Regions from separate parts of the Sus scrofa genome. Here region 1 is linked to region 2. The links are chromatin contacts, called in public Hi-C maps. All regions are on one chromosome and are shown on one strand. Each heading gives the region's core, a stretch centred on a gene start, on an enhancer-like site or on the middle of the called end of the contact. The rest is flanking DNA. Distances are from core to core; before and after follow the strand shown. Region 1 has its middle 75 kb from the start of HMG20A. Region 2 overlaps PEAK1 (pseudopodium enriched atypical kinase 1).

Region 1 (3,845 bases), core at 817-3,316, 300 kb after region 2:
AAGAAGGGGTTTCTCTGTAGCTTGAAAACCTGACCCACGGCTAAATGGGGCCAAGATTAATCATGTCTTGATCTTATATATAAGCCAAAGATCTTTTCTAAAGACCGTGCCTATTAAAGCAGTAAAGACTCTTCTGCAGGTTATACCATAATGAGCTCCAGGCATTTAATGAGAGAGACAAGGGCTATTGTTGAAAGTGGTAACCTTCACCATCTAATGTGAAAACGAAATAGGCTTGCTTGCTCTGCAAAATGAGGGACCAATTCAGGACTCTCACAATTGTAGATGCTTTGGTACAGGCAAACTTAAATGTTCTGGGAAAGGAGGAGAGGTTTTTGTTTGGTTGGGGTTTTTTTATAATTAGGTAATGATTTTACCTGCAAGTGGCTGACTCCAGGCTGCAGGCCCCGAAGCTTTAGAAGGCAATGGAATAAAAACAGCATTAAGGAATAAACCACCCAGGAGTTCCCTTTGTGGTGCAGCGGAAACGAATCCGACTAGGAACCATGAGGTTGTGGGTTCGATCCCTGGCCTTGCTCAGTGGGTTAGGGATCCAGCATTGCCATGAGCTGTGGTGTAGGTTGCAGGCACGGCTTGGATCTGGCGTTGCTGTGTCCGTGGTGTAGGCCAGCAGTTGTAGCTCTGATTAGACCCCTAGCCTGGGAACCTCCATATGCCGCAGGTGTGGTCCTGAAAAGACAAAAGACAAAAAAAAAAAAAAAAAAAAAAAAGAATAAACCATCCTAAGGAGCTTGATCTCCTTGATTCTGAGGAGGGGAGAGGTGGCTTCCGTCTCTGTGACAGTGGCTGTCTCAGATAAGGGTCATTGCCTGGCCAAAAAAATATTACCAGCATGAAAGAAAATGTTTTTACCCACTGTTCTTTGTTTTTAGGCTCCCAGAAGTCTCTGGCCTAAGGATTTATGTTAAGGTGTATCATCTCCTCCTTTGATGAGAAGGAGGAAGTGCCAGGATGTAAGCCTGACCTTCCTCCCCAAAGCGCAACCCTCAGGGACTGTCAGCTAGACAGAACGCTGCCTCAGGTCCTGGATCTCACTGCACATTCCTGCCCCACTTGCTGCTCTCTGACTTCCTCTTGAAGTCCCAAGAGACAGAGGGCGGCAGGGGCAGGAAGGGAACCAGCAGGGCCTCCAAGGCCGAAACCCTTTCGATGCCTGAGCCCCAGATGATTTGCCTTGGTAGGTCGGCCTTTCTGGGCAAGAAGAGAGGGAACCTCTCAGCTCTTCCCGAATGTCCCTTTCTGCAACAGGGCAGCACAAAACAAGCCAGATCATTGTGTTCTTGGATATAAATATTGATTCTAGGTGGTGTTAACATTCCGTTCATAAAAGAATGTAACATATTTCTCCCACATCATATTAGACAGATGTGTTGTTTGGCCAAGAGAAGTCCAGAGTGCTGGCTTCTGTGGAAAAAATGTGGACATTTAAATGCATGCAGCTTTGGGAAGTCTAGGGAGCAGTCTCAGAGTAGAAGGCAGGCGCTTCCCCAGTGCCAGCTCTGCCCTCCGCCATCCAGTTTCTCCCTTCCCAGCTGCACACTGCGAGTCACACTGGCATTTCTAATCGCTTGTAATTTAGGAAGATGCTTTCTTAGAATTAGGTCTTGTTTCTCAAGAACCTGGAACTATGAGCATGCGCTGTCTTCAGGAGGCACGGAAGGGCAAGGCTTTCATTTTTTGCTTTCTTCCCCTGGGGGAAGATCTGGGGGGTCCGCTCCTCTGTTTTGTTTTTCACCTTCCACGTGGGAGGGAAGGGCAAAGGCTTTGGACCAGAGGTGGTCCTTCCAAGCATTCCACCCAGGCCTGACCAAGCCCCAAAAGACTGAGATTTGCTGGCTGCCTTGGCAAGGCGAATTCCCCACATTCCACAAGCGCTCTTGAGGGGGACATAGCATTAATGAGAAAGTGGAATTCTTGATGCGGATGCTGCTCCCTCGGTGCCAGTACATTTCACACAGACCGATCCTCGTCCAGCATTTCGTAAGAGAGTGGGAGAGCCCATTTCCAGATGTGTGAGCGCCGCGTTGACAGAGGTGCTGTCAGGAGAGCCACTGCCCTCTGCCGTCCTGGCCCGGAAGCGCCACGACGCTGGGGAAGAACCTGGGGCTTCAGAAAAAACTGGCGGCTGTCAAAATCCGCAGCGGACCCACGCCGGGGCGGAGGGGCCTGCAGCTCCTCGTTCTGCAAACATTGAGTCTGCGAGGGGCTGAATTCTAGCTGAGGCTCGCTGGCTCTCTTTATGTTTTGTGGTTGAGAACGAGCCAGAAATGGAGAGGATTTATAATGAAACCCCGGCCTCCGGCATCATCCGCTGGTGGCGTTCTGAGAAGGCGAGGAGAAGTGGGCTGGCTCCGACCCTTGAACCTGGCCAGCAGGCCCAGGCGAGGCAAACAAAGAGGGCAGCTTGCCCAAGAGGAGACCTCCCGCTGGATAGCAGCCCTGAGGCCACTCCCTCGCCTGGAAATGCGGCTCCTAGAGGCCTTGCTGGCTCCAAAGCTTCCAGCGAGGGGAAGTTGTAACTGCTCCCACTCAGGCCTGCTGGCATCTCCAAGGGGCCTCTAGTCCTGGCACCGCGGAGAGCCTGGCTCAGCTTACAAGCTGAGACCCAGCTGCCGCCCCCTCCACCCCACCACCCACCGCCTGCCAAGACTGCGGCTCAGCAGCAGGCCCAGGGTCAGGCTTGCTGCTGAAGTGTGTGTGTGTGTGTGTGTGTGTGTGAGAGAGAGAGAGAGAGAGAGAGAGATGGTGAAAGATAGGGTGGAGATATTCAGGTGGAGGTCAGAGGGAGGTTGGGGAACCAAATTCCTTGGACAACCTTGCAGTTTTGGAAAAAGACACGAAACAATCAGTTTTTGTTTTTTGGAAGGTTTTTTTTTTTTTTTTTTTTTTGTAAATGGATCTCCTCCCTATTGGGAGAAGAAAAACCCAACCCGCCAAACAAACCCCTCACAACAATGCCCTTCTCTCTCTGGGACCAATTTCCAGACTGCACAGCAGTCCTGACAAGGTCAACAAGCTGGAGCTGTAAGCGGAAGATCTTTATCTATGTGGGAAATAGGAAAATCATTTGACTGATAAAAGGAAATACAATAAATAGCATCTAAATTCCTGGCTGCATTCCCCGGGGCCCCTCCTCTGCTGGAGAAAGTGCGGAGGGGCAGGAATACATGTGCTGCTCCAGCATGTTTAAAAATAGCATACAGCACACAGCCCTTTCTTACCTTCCAGAAAGACTTCATTACCGGATCCTCAGCCCTGAGCCTGCAGAGCTGCTGCCGGCGCTTTCTTCTCCCCGAGCTAGATTTTTCTTTTTTGGAAACGTTAAGGCAGTGCGTGTGATACATTTTACTCACGGGCCAGCTCCTGCTCAGCTAGTTTCAATCTGGGCACGTCTCAAGCTCACGTTGAAAGTCCATTGTATTTAATGGGGTGTTAACTCTGTTTATTCTCTGGGACTTGTGCAGTAATTTTACACTCTGCAAAACTAGCAACTTGAACTTGAAGTGGTGTGCCTCTCTCCCCATCCCCACCCTCATGGACCTCAGTCCCCAGGCACCTTTGGCCTTGACTCCCAGGTTTCCTTCAGCCCAGGTGGCTAAATGAGGTCTGGATGGAGCCAAGAAACCTGGGTTCACAGCCACTGCAGCCACTGGTTAGCATGGGTCTCTTCCTCTCTTGGAGACTCAGTTTTCTCATCCGTAACCTGGGGATTTTAATCCACCCTATATACCTTAACAGGCTGTTGAGATGCAGTAATGTCATAGTGGAAAAACATTCAGCTGAGTTCTGTAAAGACCCTCATTCCATTATTCCAAACTAGGCCA
Region 2 (4,081 bases), core at 648-3,147:
GTGTTCATTTTTATTCACACTTTTCTAAAGACAAGCTGGTGAGAAAATCTGTCCTATATCAGAGTTTTCTGTCTTTGCTGGGAGGAGGCCAGGCCTGGCAGAGAAAGCTCTCTGTAAATCAAGAGGGAGGAAGACTAAAAATCAGATGAATGGAATACTCAGGGCATATCTTTGTTTAAGAATAAAAAGAACAGGGGATATAAAGAAATCATTTGTTACAAACAACAGTTCTTTGTTTTTATTGGCAGTTCATTAATTTTGCTTACGATAGAAATGAGAATGAAAAAACTTAAGCATCCTAAACAAATGTTTATGTGAATGTTACATGTGAAAATATACAAATTTTGTTTGATCTTATGTTCCTTAACAATGTAACATTATTGAAAGAATACAAATTTTACAGTGAGATAGATCAGGGTTTGAATTCTGACTTTGACAATTACTAGCCTCGTGAATCTGGCCAGTTAATTTCTCTGATTTTTAGTTTCCTCAAGGGAAATATACAACCAGTTTGTAGGGCTGTTACAAGGATTTGAGATATATACAGGGTAGGTGATCAATGAACCTTATAGACGGTAGGTTACTCAAGGTAAAAGAAAACTAATGCTTAGAAAACTGATGTGGGTGTACTAGTTGGATAGAAGATTGTAACACTGGGTCTCAATCTCAATAACCACTTCTCTTATTTCATCTACATGTTAAACAATTATAAACTGCTTGCTCTTTCCCCCACCTTTCCACAACACTTGAAATAAGGACAGAAAGAGACAGCAATAAAAAAAAAAATACAGTCCTTTTAAAAAATGCATATAGAGATAACACCTCAATGAAAGCTCTCCTAATCCCCACCAAAAGAAAAAGCCTGCTTAAAGAGTTTGATTTCATTTACCATGAAGAAAAGAACAGTACCACCATTTACCCATTTGATCCCGTTTCTTCCTCACACTGTCATAGCATATTTCAAAGCAACATATTACTTATTGCTATTAAAGTGTTACGGATTTGCTTTTCTATGGTAAAGCCCCTTTGCATTTACTGGAATGCTGCAGGTTACTTTAGCTAAAAAATCCAGGAGCATAAACCTTGTTCACTGCAATAAAATCACTTTAATAATATTCTAATCTTGGAATGCAGTTATAGAGACAGATGATGGCCGCTGAGTGCTACTCACAAACAAAAATGGCTCTTATACAATCTTAGGGATGCAAAAAACCTTAGCATCTGAAAATGTTTTAAAAAATCCCCACATTCTGCCAGCCTCTTTTACATACCTGAGAATTTTCTTAGGTATCTGTGATGGAGAAGAGTGACTTCTTTTCTTCTTCTCTGAGTCCTGTAGTAACCCATCCTCCATTCCACTCCTCTCTGTGACTGCTGACTGCTCTGCCCTGGCTTTGCCCTGATCCACACTGAGCTGGCCTTGGGCAGGCTCACACCTGTACATGAAGACAATGGCTGGCTTCTCGTTGGATTCCCCCTTTGCTTCTGTGAACCAGTGGTGGCGCTGAACTGGAGGAGGGGGCAGCATGTGGATGACCGTGCCATCCAGGCCCACCAGCTTCCCTTTCTCTCGGTCTTTCTCTTTGTCTTCTTCCTCATCTGTTTTCCGACGGCGGAAGAAACTTTTAAATGATATCCAGCGTTTAGGTTTTGTATCAGCTGCCCGTCTGCTGCCTTCTGAGTGCAGAACTGATTCAGCTTCTGTGGACCTGGTAGGGCTGGTTGGCTTGGTCCAGTTGGTGAAATGCCTCTGCAAAAGGTTACTTGCGTGGTAAGGGGAGGATGTAGAGCGTGGTGGGGGAAAGGGAGGTGGTGGCTCATTTGGGGGGTTAGTCACTAATTTGGAGGGGGGAGTGGTGACTGGCTTCATGAGTGGATCTTTCTGTACTTTGGTGGTAGGACTTTCTGTGGTCTGAGGTGCTGCTTCAGTCTCACTACTGGGCTGGGATGTGAAGAGAGATTTGGGCCGGGCCGGTGTGCTCTTAGGTGTGCTCTTAGCAACACTGGCATCGGGAGGAACTGCATAAAGCTCTTCCACGCTGCAAGCTTTAGGGCCAGACTGGGGCATTTCTGGAGGAGACTGTGGGGGTTGGATAGAAGCTACAATCTGAGAAAGCACTGTGCTCGCTTTCTCCCTGGTGCTGCTGCTGTTGCTCACGACCTGAGACTCCTGAGTGCTTTCTGTTTTGGCCACAGGTTCTTGAGTGGTTCTCTGGGGCTTTGTTGGGGAGCTGTGGCTGGAACTATAGCTTCTCTGCGGTGAAGACTGACCTCTGTTAAGACAGCTGTTAAACTCCTGAACCTTCTGAGCCACTGAGCCCCTTTTACGCTCTGTGCTGTTTGAAAACCCTTTAGCTTGGGGACATTCAGTGGGTTTGTTAGTGGTGTTATCAGACACTTTGCTTTCAGTTTCTATTTCTTCATAAGTATGGCTTATTACACTTGTGGTTTTTTCCTTCACTGAAAGTTCTCCACTTGTTCCGAGAAAACTTTTGTAAATGGCTAGATTGTCATATGCATTTGGATTGATGACAATGGGAACTTTGATAGCATTTTTGGAGCTCCGAGCATAAGTTGGCTCATCATGAATGATAATTGGAAAAGGTGGCATACCAGCATTGTTATAACTATTAAATTTTATTTCAGACAAATTAGGTGACTTAACAGGGATAGTTTTGGAGGAAATGTTTGTAGCCGTGGGTGAAGTAGGTGCCGATTTGTGACAGTTTTTCCTTGGAGGGACATTTGGTCCGGCCCCACCGCTAATTAATTCTACTTTAGGTATCTTCTGTCGTGGACTGGTACTGGAAGTCCAGACTTCCTGGTAGCGGATTGCACTGGATTTTTGGAAATGGGCACTTACTTGTCCTGATGTCAATGCAGGGGATGTCACTGGAGAGTTAGGAGTAGAAGATGAGCTCTTCGTTTTGGGGCTGGTAACGGGGCCCTCGAGGTGCTCACTGGCCATGGCTGCTGACACATCCACGACAGTGTAAGGCTTGCACAATGGCTGCTCCAGATTCACTACTCGGTATGGCTTTGCTTGCTCTTCTACAGGAACGAGGTTTATAGTTACTGCTTGCCCAGCAATATCTGTAGAGGCTTTACTTTCTTGCTTCTCAGTCTGAACGGCAATCTTGCCATCTTTCTCTTCTAATCGGAGAGCAAGGACCGCTTTGTGTGTCTCTGGAACTTTTACTGAGCTTTTGGATGCTTGTGCTGAGGTCTTCTCCTGATTATTACCACTGGGGCTTTCACAATTGGGCTCACTTTCCTTCATGTCCTTAGAATCCCCCAGGTTACCGGGAGATAGTCCCCCATTACAAACCTTCTGGGATAAACTACTGGCTGTCTCGGACCGTGATTCTTCTGTTAAAGAGGAATCTGGGGATGTGGAGTCAGATGACACCATGCTCTGAATGCTTCCTGGTCCATAGGAGACCACAGAATTCTCTTCATAACCATTCAGGATTTCATCATAACTGTCATCATAGTCGACAGCACAGATTCTCTGAAGAGATTTATTTCGCAGGGGGACAGTATTCCATTTTTTGTCCACAAAGAATCGAACAGGAGACAAAGTGTTTGCCCTAAAGTTGGCAAAGCGAGGTTGCCCTCTCATACGAATCTCCATGGCCAGCAGCTCTTCATCACTCTCATCCCAGCTCTCATGCTCCTCCTCCATGTTACTGAAAAGCGCATCTTCCTCACTCTCTTCGCCACTAGAAAACTCTGGGTAACAGAATCGGCCTCCTTCATTACTGATCACTTCTGTGCTTCCACTCAGAATAACATGCTTGCCCTGAGTATCCCTTATCCCGCCCATCATGCAACTTGGCGGAAGCTTTCTTTCCAGTGATCGCTTATAGCAATCATTTATTCTTCCTAAGAAGGTTTCTCTGGAGTTTGTTTCATTTCCTTTTACCTGAGGGGTGGTATCTAAGCCTGCTATCTCCTTCAACACTTCAGTTAGTCCATTATTGTTATTTGATACCTTCTTTGCACTATCATTATTGTCATAAGGCTTAGGAACATGGCTAAATCCTTCAATATCATCTTCATTATTATTGTTAAGTGGTTT

The links. A called contact is a pair of places that touch in the nucleus more often than the background predicts.
Region 1: a Hi-C map of retroperitoneal adipose tissue shows a contact between it and region 2, with 2.1 times the contacts expected there. The contact joins two enhancer-like sites. A contact is called at or near these places in 14 of 47 Hi-C or Micro-C datasets (adipose tissue, embryonic fibroblasts, heart right ventricle and 7 more) and 2 of 2 datasets of contacts at active chromatin or transcription factors (alveolar macrophages and skeletal muscle).

What each region holds. Positions count from the first base shown.
Region 1 is chr7:57,576,890-57,580,734 of Sscrofa11.1, forward strand. No RefSeq gene overlaps it. Among named protein-coding and RNA genes, the nearest start is that of HMG20A, 75 kb to the left of the region's middle. Within about 2 kb of position 2,067, at least 63 of the 83 cell types and tissues checked have an H3K27ac peak or open chromatin away from gene starts, as enhancers often do. A contact at or near this core is called in alveolar macrophages, liver, omental adipose tissue and 1 more, where this site is marked.
Region 2 is chr7:57,277,169-57,281,249 of Sscrofa11.1, forward strand. It overlaps PEAK1 (pseudopodium enriched atypical kinase 1), which reads right to left. Exons shown (of 6, transcript NM_001244188.1): 3 at 1,272-4,081. Among named protein-coding and RNA genes, the nearest start is that of TSPAN3, 92 kb to the left of the region's middle. Within about 2 kb of position 1,898, at least 18 of the 83 cell types and tissues checked have an H3K27ac peak or open chromatin away from gene starts, as enhancers often do. A contact at or near this core is called in alveolar macrophages, liver, omental adipose tissue and 1 more, where this site is marked.